Regions from separate parts of the Mus musculus genome. Here all the other regions are linked to region 1. A link is a contact called in public HiChIP or PLAC-seq and promoter capture Hi-C data. All regions are on one chromosome and are shown on one strand. Each heading gives the region's core, a stretch centred on a gene start, on an enhancer-like site or on the middle of the called end of the contact. The rest is flanking DNA. Distances are from core to core; before and after follow the strand shown.

Region 1 (4,208 bases), core at 1,011-3,510:
TAAACACAGACATTAACAACTAATTTCTCCTTTCAGGGCTGGGGACAGCACTAAAGCGGGTCTTGAAATTGAGATCCACCAGCTTTAGCACAAACTCTCACTCTATGAGCCATGAGGCTGTGGCAGGACAAAGGGTAGTATGTATGACCCCCTATCCTGTAAACAACAATGGCCCTACAAGTCATTTCCCCAAACAGGTGGGCCACGAGAGCTGGGACCAAACTTCACATCCCCTGCATGATCATCAGTAAGCGTACCCCAACTTCCTAGCCACCCCTTTCAATCCCATTTAAAAACATCCAGTAAGCTGGGCAGTGGTGGTGCACGCCTTTAATCCCAGCACTCGGGAGGCAGAGGCAGGCAGATTTCTGAGTTCAAGGCCAGCCTGGTCTACAGAGTGAGTTCCAGCACAGCCAGGGCTACAGAGAAACCCTGTCTTGAAAAAAAACAAAAAACAAAAAACACCCAGTAGAATCCCCAGCATAAGCAGAATGTAGGGACTTAATGCTGACATCTTTTCCCACCAACAAACTCAGCACTAGTGCCAACTTGTATCCATGCAAAAGAAGATAGTTACCACCCAGCAACTGCACAAGATGGGAGAAAAAATATCACCAGTGTGAATGTAGAGCCGGACCGGTCTTAAGCTTGCTGACAAGTGCTCTACCCAGTGTACCCATCTAAGAGGCAGAGTGAAAGGCTAGACCATTCTCACCTATGCCCATATGCCTGCCCTTCCGTCGGGCCAGGGTGTTTTTCCGGCAACGAGCCCGGGAATGGACAGTCACAGGCTTGCGGATGATCAGCCCATCCTTGATCAGCTTCCTGATCTGCTGACCTGGGAAGGCACAACACACCCGTTAGTAAAGTGCCAGCCACAAAAGTCAAGCTCTTACCCTTGACCCAACATCCTGAAAAGGAGATGAAATCCTGGAATACTTATTTTAAAAAGAACATTTACCTCGTAAATATTTCATAGCATATTGGTGTATCTGAAATGCAGTTTAACAAAGTACTTGGTCTGATACTAACAAGGCTTGCTTCTGTCTTGAAACCTCATCCAACATCCTCCAGTCTTTAAATATCAAAAACTTCCACGGGACATAAAATACTCACTTTACTCATAAATTATTAATGTAACACGAGATGGTTGCACCCTATAAACTATTTCTATATACAATGATATATGTATAAGACATACATACTTATCTCCTTATAGGTAGATAGTGAGTGAGGGTGACAGATCATACTCACGGGAGTTGGCATTGGCGATTTCATTGGTCTCATTGGGATCCAACCAGACCTTCTTTTTCCCGCAGCGGAGGACACTAGAGGCAAGCCTCTTCTGTAGCCTGAGCATACTGGGTACACAGAAAGCACTAGTAAGCCCTGGAAGCGACATCTGAACAACAACAAACACTCCAAGCAAAATCTTCCCTCTAAAATATACACCAGTATGCATACATTTCTATTAAGGGCAAACACACCCCCTAGACCTAAAATTTTTGCCACCCCTTCCTGTCCTCTAATAACTATTTCCAAAGCAAGGCCTTAAATCCAAACCAAGAAAGACCTGGGCAATGAACGTGGCCAAAGTGGCCAGCCATTTGAGATCTGGGGTGGGGGGAAGGGGTGCTTAAGCTCTTCCGGGTACTTGGCTCGGTGAAGACTTTAATGTTAAGGATCAGACACGAATTGATCAGACTCGACTGTGACGCAGCCTGTTTACCCAGAACAGGCGAGGCTCTTTGCTTTCTGGGCTCTTTTTCACGTTAATAAACCTCGTCCAGCCGTTCGGGCGGAAGCCGACCCGGCACCTCATCCTCCGCACTCGGAGGCCTGGCCTTGCCCGAGACTTGTCCCACGTTACATGGTAGGGGTCTGTTGGGCTCCGGCGAGCCGAGGAGCCACTCAGGGCCCTGTCGCCGCTGCTCTCCCCGCGCCCTGCCTCACAACGCGTGACAGGCAGAGAGCGGCGCCCGCGGGAGATCTTCGGGCCTCGGCGTCCCGCGTTCCACCCTCCCTAGGCCCAGGCCGTGCGCGCTCTCCGCGCTCCGGGTGCGGCCGCACCACGCTCGCCTCCCCTCTCCCCTCTGCCATCCGGGGTCCCGGCCCCGATCCCTGCCAAGCCTTGCCGGCCCCGTCGGCCCCGTCGACCTCATCGGCCAAGAACCGAGAGCCGGGCCCGCTCACCTCATGGCTGCGGCCGCAGCAGCGAAAGGAAAGAGCTTGTGGGCCGCAGGCTCCGCCCATTATCTGCGAAGGGGAGAGCCCAAGCCCCACTCCATGATTGTCTGTATTTACGCTACGCTATTTCACCTTATTTCATCTCACACTAATTTGTTTTCTTCCTAAAAAATCGTGATCCTAGATACTGGAGATCGAGAATCAGTTTTAAACTGTAAAACACAAAAGACCTACCCCTTTCGTCGGGCAAAATGGTTCAGTCCGACTCCGCGGCGCACATGCGCAGTGAGGGCGTTTGGTCACGTGGTCCTCTGGGTAGCCGGAAGTCACGCTAAGTCGCGCAGGCGGCGTGAGGAGGGTTTGGCCTGGACGGCCTGGTCTTCGCGGAGGGCTAGCGGTCTGTGAAAGGTTTCTAGATTAGCTGGGAGAAAAGGAGCGAAGGGAGTGTTAGAGAATAAGGACGGCGGAGAGCCAGCGGACACTACCCCGCTTTCGCTCCCAGAGAGTAGTAGCTCGCGCGCAGGCAAAAACCAAGAGATTTTTCTCAGTGCCCCCGCAGATCCCTATCTCTGGATGCTTCCATTTCAATCTCCATTGTAGTCTGAACCTAAGCCTCGTATTTCTGTCATCCACTTGTGAAAATCATATGCATCTACTATTACAAAAAAGGCGTTAGCACAAGCAAGCGGAACCAATCTCGTTTGGCTCAATCTGCACTGTAGCAAGTCCGTGTGAGGAGACCCTACATTGACTAAACGAAGGGTTGTCAGAACAAAAAAGGACGAATGGCTTTGGAGACCTCTGACTGAAAACCCAAAGAGAATGTTCTGGGGGCCAAAAGTTCAAATATCTGGAGCTCCGGAGCGGAGCAGCTGGCTTACTCCCTTAATCCTGTCAGGAAATGATATGGACCCAAATTTAAGGTGGTCCAGGCAATCTGGGCTACAGAATAAGACCCCAGTACTTGGGAGGCAGAAGGATCAGAATTTCAAGGCCACCCTTAGCGACATATGGAGTTCAAGGCCAGCCCGGATATTGGGAGCCCCGATTAAAAAACAAACCCAAAAACCAGGGAGTGGGACTAGAGATGGCACAGGCTTGTGCGTTTGCAATGGATTGCAGTTGGATTCCCAACATCCATATCTGCCTGTAAACATTCAGAACTGTCAGTAACTCCTTGCTACCTGGTGCCCTGTGCCAGTCTCATGCGCTGGCACAGTGAGGTAGAGCAGATATGATGGCATGCATGGATATGCACATAAATAAAAATAACCCTGTTTTTTAAAAGTCCTAGACCCAAGCTGGGTATTGTAGTATGTACCAGCACTCAGGAGGCAAAGGCAGGTGGATCTCTGTGAGTTTGAGAACAGCCTGGTCTAGATCAGGGTTCTGGTCCTCTTGCTTACTTGAATCAAGAGTCTTTCTTTTTCTCTGCTTGTTTTTGAGACAAGGTCCTGTTATGTAGCCTAGGATGGCCTCAACTCTATCTTCCTGCCTCTACCTTCTCTCCAGTGCTTGAATTGCACTTACAGGTCTGCGTCTCTGTGCTTGGTTGCTATCTTCTTTGAATTTTCTAAGCAGTAAAATGAGCTGAGAGTTAAAAGGAAAGAGCCAGGGTAAGAAACATACTTATGCACTATCTCAGAAATAGTCAACTTTTAAAAAAATCTTCATTTTGGCCAGGCAGTGGTGGTGGTGCACGCCTTTAATCCCAGCACTTGGGAGGCAGAGGCAGGTGGATTTCTGAGTTCAAGGCCAGCCTGGTCTACAGAGTGAATTCCAGGACAGCCAGGACGACACAGAGAAACCCCGTCTCAAAAACCCAAAACAACAACAAAACAAACAAGCAAGCAAAAAATAAATAAATAAAAAATCCTCATCTTGGTGGTGCTGCACGCCTCCAAGCCCAGCATTTAGGAGGCAGATCTCTGGAAGTTCATGGTCAGCCTGGGCCAGATGAGCTACATAATGAAACCCTGTCTCCAATCATCAAATAAAACAAACAAACAAAAATCTACATT
Region 2 (4,163 bases), core at 724-3,223, 330 kb before region 1:
CAAGACAGGGTTTCTCTGTGTAGCTCTGGCCATCCTAGAACTCTGTAGACCAGGTTAGACCCACCTACCTCTGCCTCCCAGGTGCTGAGATTAAAAGTGTGTGCCACCAGTGTGCCAAGATGGTTTTTGGTTTGGTTTGGTTTGTTTGTTTGTTTTCCCGGCAGTGCTGGAAACAAAACCACAAAGGCTGGATCTTTTCCACTCCTGAATAGCATTCCACTCAGTAGGTCCAGATCCTGTTCCCGGTGAGTCCAGGATTTCACCTTAGGACCCAGGGACAGAATGAGAAGCGAGCCACACCAAGCATTCTCACGCAGCCGATGAAATTAACTCATAACCAGCAAGCCAGAGTGCTCTTACACAGGACATGCTAACTAACGTGTGTTCATTAGGCACTCATAGGCCTGGTCCCTTGATGCATACACTACACAGTACTTCATTCATTCTCACATCTATACAAGGTAGGCACATTACTATCTCCATCTTCCAAAAGAGGAAAGGAAGATACTGACTTCATCAAGGTCTCAAAACAATATCAAAACTCAAGCAGGCTGGTGCATGGGTCTATATGTCAGCTATGACACTAAGAGTGTTCAGAGGACACAGATGGGCAGGGCGGCCAGCCTTTGAGATGGAGGTGGGCAGTGTGGAGATGGTGCTCTCTGAGCAGGACTCCTGAAGGATACATCAGGAGGAGGCCCAGCAGATCAGAGAGGAAAGAGGTGCTGCTATATACACGAAGAACCCTATGTGAGCCAGGCACATCTTACAGTAAACAAGCACACAGTCGTTTCCCCACAGGCAATGGGAAGCAAGCAAGTGACATAACCAGACTCGTGATATAAAAGTCTGCAAGAGCTAGATTCTGAAGACTTGCCTGCAAGCAATTAGGACCACAAGCTGCTGGAAATGTCCAGAGACACGTCAACAAGGGTAGTGACAGAGAAGGTTCAGGGAGTTAGCTATACTGGCACCTCTGAGCAAACAGGGTTAAAAGATGTTAAGGCAATTCCGGAGTTTTTCTCCTGGATAAGACAAGAGTGGAAGGATAAATTTACAGAGAAAAGATCAGCTCACGTTTGAAACCTGTGAGATCATCCCAAAGTGAAGGTATCCCATAGGCATAATTGACAGGCAGCTAATTTGGAGCCCAGGAAGGGGATGTGCTGCTATCGTCCATCTGAATATTCAGTGAACGTGAACTTGATGCGACAACAGTGGATGAGGCCATCCAGGATCAATGCACAGTGAGGCGGGTTGGGCCAGCGTGAACGTAAAGAGATTCTTCTGCCCTCTTGTCAGAGAGGTAAGAGGAAAAATCAGGAAATATTGGGGAGTCAAAGGGTGGAAGTATGTCAGGAATGAAAGCCAACAGTAGCAAGCACTTCTGAGAAGAGTTTAAAGAGCCTTCTTTCTGATATCGTTGGGAAGCTATGCGTGGATGTTTCCAACGGAAGTTGTGGGAAACAGCGGGTGGCAGAGAGGCAGCCGATTAGTATGTTTTTCCCTGAGTCTGGCCCCTTCCCACACCCAATTCTGTCCCCCATAATACTTAGATACCGACTCCTTGCCTCTCCTCTTACTATAAAGAAGGCTTAGGAAAGCGGCCGCAGACGTCCTCCGGACCCTCTCGGGTAAAGACCAAGACACCCCCTCCCCAGCCCTGCGCGCGCAGCAGCGAGTGGAGAGGAAGGGGGCGGAACCCGGAGCGCGAGGGGTGTGGGCTGGGTCGGACCGAACCAAAGACGGACACCGGGCAGGAAAGCGGGATCCGTCGGGTAGAGACAGCTCTTGTACCACCGCCCGGTGCCTGCGACCGCCGCACAACCCACCTGCTTCATGTCACCACGGCCCCCACTCTTCCTGCCTCAGCCGCAGTCCCGCTCCACGGCCTGGCAACTCCTCAGAGCGGAAGGAGAGCTCCCGGCGGCGCTACTTCCGCCGCTGAGCCCGTCCCCCCCGAGCCCGCCCCCAAAGCCAACCCGCCCCCCCGAGCCCGCCCCCAAAGCCAATCGGGATTCGTGTGACCCTGAAGCTCCGCCCCGGTCCGCCCCTCTCTCGGAGACGAGGTCCGGAAGCGGAGCCACAACCGAAGTTAAACTGTGTAAGACCGTGCAGGAGCAAGGGATAAAACCCCAGGGTGTCTTGGTTATTAGATCATACAGGCCTGACACTGTGGAGTGAAGGGGAACTGTGTGAGGGCCGATTTGTGAGCACAAGTCCCTTGGAGAAATCCATTTTTCGTTTTTGAGACGTTCTCAGGTTGGCCACGAACTCAGCCTTCCAAGTTCTGAGATTACTGACGCGCAGCACCACATCCATCACACATATTTAAAGGACCTTTGTTCTCCCCTGGCTTTTAGCCATCTCCCTCAGGAGCTAGTATGTCTGCCATGCGTATAGCCTGCAGGAAAGGCTCCTTCCTGGGAAGGGCTGGACACGAGAGGCAAGATCCTGACCCTAAGATAACCACCATTTTTCCTGTCAGAACATACCATTACTTCCCGGTCTCTCCTCCCTCCCCTGAAAGAGGAGTCTCAGGACAATTATTTACAAAGATTTATTACAGCGTAGGAGGGGTTCAGGCCTAGAGTAAGGGAAGAAGGGGAAGGGAACCAAGTTGCTGGAGGACAAGGAGAACCAGGCTCCCCCCACTGTGTGGCCCCCTAAGGACAGATAGTAAGTGCATTCCTGGCACCAAAGCACAAACAAAACGCAGCAAGCAGCCTCTGCCAGTCCATCTTGCAGGCACCCAGCAGGAATGGGATACTAAGGGAGGGACATGTTGAGGCTCTGCAAAGAATGCGTGAGACCTGAGCCCTGGTTGAAGTCTATGAGAGGGTTGGGGACTCAACGCCCACCACTGGTAGGGGAAGGAGGAGATCTCAGGGCACCTGTAGGCTCTCAGTACCTCCTTTCCCCAGATCTTAGGACCTGCCCTGTGGGTCTCCTGTGCCCAGGGGAGAGAATCTGGAGAGGGAGGGGACTTGTGGAGAATAAATGGTTGTTTATGGCCTTCTGGGGTTTCCAGTGTGGGCTCTCTCACCTCCCTACTCCCACCGGGTAAATAGAAGAATGACTGGCAGGGAAAGGCATTGGGGACTCTGGGCTTCAGCCAAAGCAAACAGAGACCAGCCTTAGTCTTCTAAAAGTCAGAAGCCGCAGCCCTAGCAGGTGAAAGACAGGGTACAAAGGAGGGTGGGGACAGAGTGGGTTTCTGGGGAACACTTCCTCCTGGGAGATACAGGGCTCTGAGCTTATGTGCCAGGCTCAGGGGGGGCTGGGATGCTGAGGTTCCTCTCCAGGCTCTGAAAGACAAATAAAGAGGACTCAAGGCCAGGCTTGGCCCATGAGGTTCCCACCCACCTCCCCAGCCCACACTCCAAAGCTCACCACTTAGTGTTGCTCTGCCTTCCACTTGGTCCTCAGAGTTTCCATCTCTCTGGGGCTCATCCAGAGGAGGTGGGCGCTCCCAGGGCCCCTCCAGACCCCGGCCACAAGTAGGCTTCTGCCCCACTGAAAGAGAGGGCATACATACATAGGCTGAGTGCCCCTCTGGTGCTCTCTGATGGCTTGAGGTTGAGCTTCTGAGACATCCATTGCTGCATAACGGGCAGAACACTGGCCTGGACTTCTGTCCCCGTGATTGTAACTTAGTTCATGGGCACTTTTCCAAAGGAAATATTATGTAAGAAGATCGGTGTAGATTACCTTAGATAATACCTTCTGGGAAGCTGGGTGTGGAGGCTTACACTAAAAATGCAGCCATCAGGAGGCTGAAGCAGGAGGATTGCTTTGAATTCAAGGTCATTGATTAAGATTGAGGTGCACTGTTAAGATTCGGGCCAACCTGGATTGCAGAATGAGATCCTATACTCTCAAGAGGCCCAGAACTGGTCTCCAGAGTTATTCCGGAATTCGGGAAATTGATGTTGTTCCTTGAGGGTCCGGTCATGTGACTCAGGGCCCCCTTCTCCTTCCTGAGGGAGTCGCTTTCATTCATCTCCCATCTGTTCTCAGGTGGGGGTGGGGGCTCAGAAGGAGCTCACTGACACCTCACAGCCAGAGATGCAAGAAGGAGACCCAAGGCTTTTTTGTCTGAGCCCAAGAGCTGAATGGGAGCGGGAGACTGTGTGTCATTCCCATAAAAAAAAAAAAAAAAA
Region 3 (4,326 bases), core at 575-3,074, 420 kb before region 1:
AACAAGGCCACCATCTCCTCTTCCCAAGATGAGGCGAAGGGTTCGTGGGGCAGACACTGAGCTGCTGGCCTGGGCAGCCTGAGATCCGGCTCTGGACCAGCACAGGAAGCTAACACCCATCAGGACTTGGGGAGGGAAGTGGGGGGGGGGGGGGGCTTAACCTTTCCGGGTACCGGGAGCAGGTGGGGAGGTAGGAAACCCTGAGTTGACCCAAAGTTGATGCTCCACCCATTCCGCCGGGGTTGGGGGGGGGGTGGGAACATCCAATGAAATAAAGCGGGCGGGACAACTCTTTTAATGTTTAATTTGGGAAGAATGCTAGAGTTCTCTGTAGAGTTAATCATTAGTTTGCCTTCGGGGAGAACACAAACACACACACACACACACACACACACACACACATTAGCACGCGCTATTGGGGGAGAGCAGAGTCCAAGCTAGACAGACTCATGACCCAGAAGGCATTGCATTCTTGGGGGGAAAAGAGGGAGAAAAGGTTGAAAATACTATCAGCTGTCCCTCAGATGCACTCTGTCTCCATCCTACCATGAAAACCCAGACCTAACTAGGTCTTTCCCCCAACTTCAGCCTCAGGCAGGCCCACATACCCGGCCATACACTGTTTTCCAGGCCCCGAACTGCAGACCTTCACACTACACCCACCCCTCTAGCTTTCTTTGTCCACACTCATTTGCAGCCAGGAGGGATCCGCAGCCTGCTGAGCTTCCGTATCGGAGATGGGACCACAACGTGGAGAGATGCAGTTCCAACCATTGCGGGAGTCGCTCTCCCTTACTCCCCTCCGAATGGGAACCCCAGATTGTAGTAAACTGAGCTCAATAAGGTATTGAAGGGCAACCTCCGGATCTAGCACCCCCTACTAACTGGTGTTGGGTAAGAACTAGTTTTAGCCGGAAAGTCAAGATTTCAGGTGATGGAGAGACCTTACCTCGGGTCTCAGGGAGCAAGATGAGGAAGGGGAAGGATTGGTGATGCCAAGCAACAAACAAAACAAACAATGCAGCGCAGAGAGCATCAGGAGTGTGACTCTTTCCTTAGGGACCCAGACCTAACTTGCATCCCATCCCATCCCATCCCATCCCCCAAGATGAAGTTCCCGCTTCCGCCTTTACCCAGACCATAGCTCACCTGCCTGAGGCCACCGGTTTAGGGAGGAAGATTCCAGGCCTTAACTATCACCCACCCCCCTTCTCCCCCACCCCCACCCCCACCCCCCGCCTCTGGCCTGACCTCGCCGAGAGAGGGCGGTCAGGGGGGAGAGCGTGGCAGCCTCCCGGCCATCTAACTGGGCAGCAGGCCAGATCCGCTCGATGCAGGCACAACCTGGGGCCCTCGGTGAGGCTGGGGGTAGGAGCAGATTATCTAAGACCGATCTCGGTCGGCTTACCTGGAGCACCTCCAACAGAAGGAGCCGGACACCCGGCCCAAAGTCTGGCTCTGTCTAGAGATCCCAGACACTTAGATTTGATTTCGAATCCTTTCTCTCTTCTCTACAGATGGTAGAAAGGCTATCCCGCCTTTGGAATGTTGAGGCGGGAGAATATAGAGCGAGCCCTGCGTATCCAGATTCCAGGCCCAGGGAAACTAAAATTATCTCGGGCAGGTAAGGGCGGAGCCTGAGAGGCTCCCTGGAGAAGGAAGCGCAGGAGGAGGGGTGGAGACTCCTCACAATGCACCGCCTCGAATTGCTCTTGCCCTTCCTACTGAGCAGCAGGTGCTAGGAGAGAGGGAGAGAGAGAGAGAGAGCAGGTGCCCCGGAGAGAACAGGCTGGACAGAGAAAAATCTAGAATCCTGACTACATGGGAAGGGGAGTTTGGAGGCTGTTTGTTAAACGCGAATGGTCCCGCCCACTCCTACTCGTCCCATTCCAATGATGGTCAGTTCATTGGTCAAGCTAGGGGGCCGTCTTCAGCTCGGATCTCACCCCCTAGGGCAAAGGGCACTGGGCTTAAAAGGGAAGCCAGAAGAGGTGCTCTGCCCTTTGACCTCCAACCACAGTCCAGCCGCCCAGGCTGTTGTCCTGGCCCTGCTAAAATACCCAAGGTGCACCCTCTCTTCCGAGGCAAGTCCAGGGTCTCACCTTCCTAGTTTCAAGTTTAAGAGTGGCAAGGTGGCCTAGTGGGAGGGGCCACAGTTCTGGTGACCGTTGTGGCCTGATGCAGATGGCTTCTATTACAGCAGTTACTCCAGCTTTCTGGTTCAGCTCACAGCAAACATTGGAGGATCAGGAAGAGGGGTTGAGAGTCCCCAGATCAAAGGCAGCGGGCCACCTCCCAGCTTCCTATGGCTAAGAGTTAAGAAAACAAACAAGCCACTGGGGCGATAAGGGGTCTGCCCTGAGGAAGCACAGCCTCCCTTAGCTTTTCCGCTTGAAAAACTAATGTGGAAAGCCACCGTGGAAGTGTGTGCCTTTTAATCCCAGCTCTCTAGGGGCAGGGGCAGGTGGATCTCTGTGAGTTCGAGGCCAGCATGGTCTACATGGACAGTGAGGACTGTACAGAGAAGCCCTGTTTCAAAAACAGAGTGACGACAGACAGACAGACATCAGACAGACTAGTATGAATAGAGCAAAGCAAAAAGGTGAGGAAGGGGCAGGTTGCTTGGGCCAGGAAGCAATTTGAACAAATTGCAGGAGACAATTTCCTCATTTCCAACCTAGCAGACCTGTGCTTGGCGCTGGGTATACAGAGCAAAACAACAAAAACAGACCCGCCCTTTGCTGGCTGCAACCCAGTCGGGGAGACTGACCTTTAAGAGTCACACAAATAAGAAATGACAGGTGACAAGTTTGCCAGGTGAGTGACTCACAGGAGGCAGGGAAGGCCATGAAAACAAAGCCAGGGAGGACCTGGCAGTGAGTGGGAACCAGAGGGGTTAACCTGCCATGGTGGACCCCCAGTGTGGAGAAGCAGCTGCTGGGAGGGAATGCAGAAGAGAGTGGGGGTGGACAGGAACGGAGGCCATCAGGTAGTCTGGGCAGGTCTTGCAGGTACGGGAGGGGTGGAGGGAAAACACTGCAGCTCTTAAAAGGGGGGAACACAGTCTCTTAAGCTGCTCTGGAAAGAGCAGACCCGTGGGCCCCTCCTCAGCTACCAGAGTCTCAAAGCACTGAGGAGGCAGAGCCCCAGGAATGTGAGATATTGACAAGCCCTCAGGTGGCTGTTTTGCAAACCAGGTTTGAGAGCCATCCATCCTGTTTGTCCAGACTGGCAGGAGGAGTGGGCAGAAGCCAGACCCTGCCAGGAGTGCAGGGCTGCACTCTGAAAAAAGATCACTATGTAGAAGGCTGAGCTGGAGGAAAGCCAGACTCCAGCTGAATGAGTGATATTCTCTCTCTCTCTCTCTCTCTCTCTCTCTCTCTCTCCCCCTTCCCTCCCTCCCTTCCTGTCTGTCTGTCTGTCTGTCTTTTGTTTTTCAAGATAGGGTTTTTCCCTGTAACAGCCCTGGCTGTCCTGGAACTTGTTTTGTAGACCAGGCTGGCCTACAAAGATGCTCTCGAACTCACAGAGATCAGCCTGCCTCTGCCTCCTGCCTCTCTAGTGGTGGGATTATTACAGTCATGTGCCACCATGCCTGGCTCCATTTCTTTCTTTCTTTCTTTCTTTCTTTCTTTCTTTCTTTCTTTCTTTCTTTCTTTCTTTCTTCCTTCCTTCCTTCCTTCCTTCCTTTCAAGGATCTTTATAATATGTGAGTACACTGTAGCTGTCTTCAGACACCTCAGAAGAGGGCATCAGATCCCATTACAGATGGTTGTGAGCCACCATGTGGTTGCTGGGAATTGAACTCAGGACCTCTGAAAAAAAGCAGTTAGTGCTCTTAGCCACTGAGACATCTCTCCAGCCCTCCATTTCTTTTACAAAGACTTCTGTTTTTATTTATGTGCACATGCCTCTGTGTGTAGGTTCCTGCAGAGGAACTTGCCAGGTCTCCTGCAGCTGGAGTTACAGGCAGTTTGGACCTCCAGAAGAGCACCAAGTATTCTTAGCCCCTGAGCCATTTCTCTCCAGCCCAGGGATTCCATCCAGAACAGTGGTTCTCAACCTTCCTAATGCCGCAACGCTTAACACGGTTCCTCATGTTGTGGTGTTCCCCAACCATAAAATGATTTTTGTGGCTACTTCATAACTGTTATTTTGCTACTGTTGTGAGTCATAATGTAAATATACATTTTCCAATGGTCTTAGGCAACCCTTGTGACAGGGTCATTCAACCTCCACCCCCATCCTCACCCCCACTCCCACCCCCACTCCCACCCCCAGCCCTCAAAGGTCAAGACCCACAGGTTGAGAAACACTGATCTAGAA

The links. Promoter capture Hi-C pulls out the DNA fragments that hold promoters and counts their contacts. HiChIP or PLAC-seq counts read pairs in DNA pulled down with a chosen protein or histone mark.
Region 2: a contact with region 1 is called in a promoter capture Hi-C map of erythroid cells, with 12 times the contacts expected there. The contact joins the promoter of Stard3 here to the promoter of Rpl19 in region 1. A contact is called at or near these places in 2 of 39 promoter capture datasets (erythroid cells and pre-B cells), 1 of 15 datasets of contacts at CTCF or cohesin (embryonic stem cells), 4 of 484 Hi-C or Micro-C datasets (the N1E-115 cell line, cerebral cortex, embryonic stem cells and 1 more), 5 of 115 datasets of contacts at active chromatin or transcription factors (the SCID.adh cell line, embryonic stem cells, extraembryonic endoderm stem cells and 2 more) and 2 of 9 other capture datasets (adipose tissue and pancreatic islet).
Region 3: a contact with region 1 is called in an HNF4G HiChIP or PLAC-seq map of pancreatic cancer cells. The contact joins the promoter of Grb7 here to the promoter of Rpl19 in region 1. A contact is called at or near these places in 3 of 39 promoter capture datasets (hippocampal neurons, pre-B cells and stem cell-derived epiblast-like cells), 1 of 15 datasets of contacts at CTCF or cohesin (stem cell-derived epiblast-like cells), 1 of 484 Hi-C or Micro-C datasets (the Ba/F3 cell line), 5 of 115 datasets of contacts at active chromatin or transcription factors (embryonic stem cells, epiblast stem cells, memory CD8 T cells and 2 more) and 3 of 9 other capture datasets (embryonic stem cells, liver and pancreatic islet).

What each region holds. Positions count from the first base shown.
Region 1 is chr11:98,024,976-98,029,183 of GRCm38.p6, reverse strand. It overlaps Rpl19 (ribosomal protein L19), which reads right to left and starts at 2,260. Exons shown (of 6, transcript NM_009078.2): 1 at 2,194-2,260; 2 at 1,255-1,361; 3 at 716-838. The coding sequence starts at 2,198.
Region 2 is chr11:98,356,178-98,360,340 of GRCm38.p6, reverse strand. It overlaps Stard3 (START domain containing 3), which reads right to left and starts at 1,973. Exons shown (of 15, transcript NM_021547.3): 1 at 1,833-1,973. It overlaps Ppp1r1b (protein phosphatase 1, regulatory inhibitor subunit 1B), which reads right to left. Exons shown (of 7, transcript NM_144828.2): 6 at 3,394-3,516; 7 at 2,545-3,308. The coding sequence ends at 3,271. It overlaps 1700003D09Rik (RIKEN cDNA 1700003D09 gene), which reads left to right and starts at 2,058. Exons shown (of 3, transcript NR_045477.1): 1 at 2,058-2,104.
Region 3 is chr11:98,444,332-98,448,657 of GRCm38.p6, reverse strand. Grb7 (growth factor receptor bound protein 7) reads right to left here and starts at 1,824. Exons shown (of 15, transcript NM_010346.2): 1 at 1,409-1,824. It also overlaps a transcript of Mien1 not described here.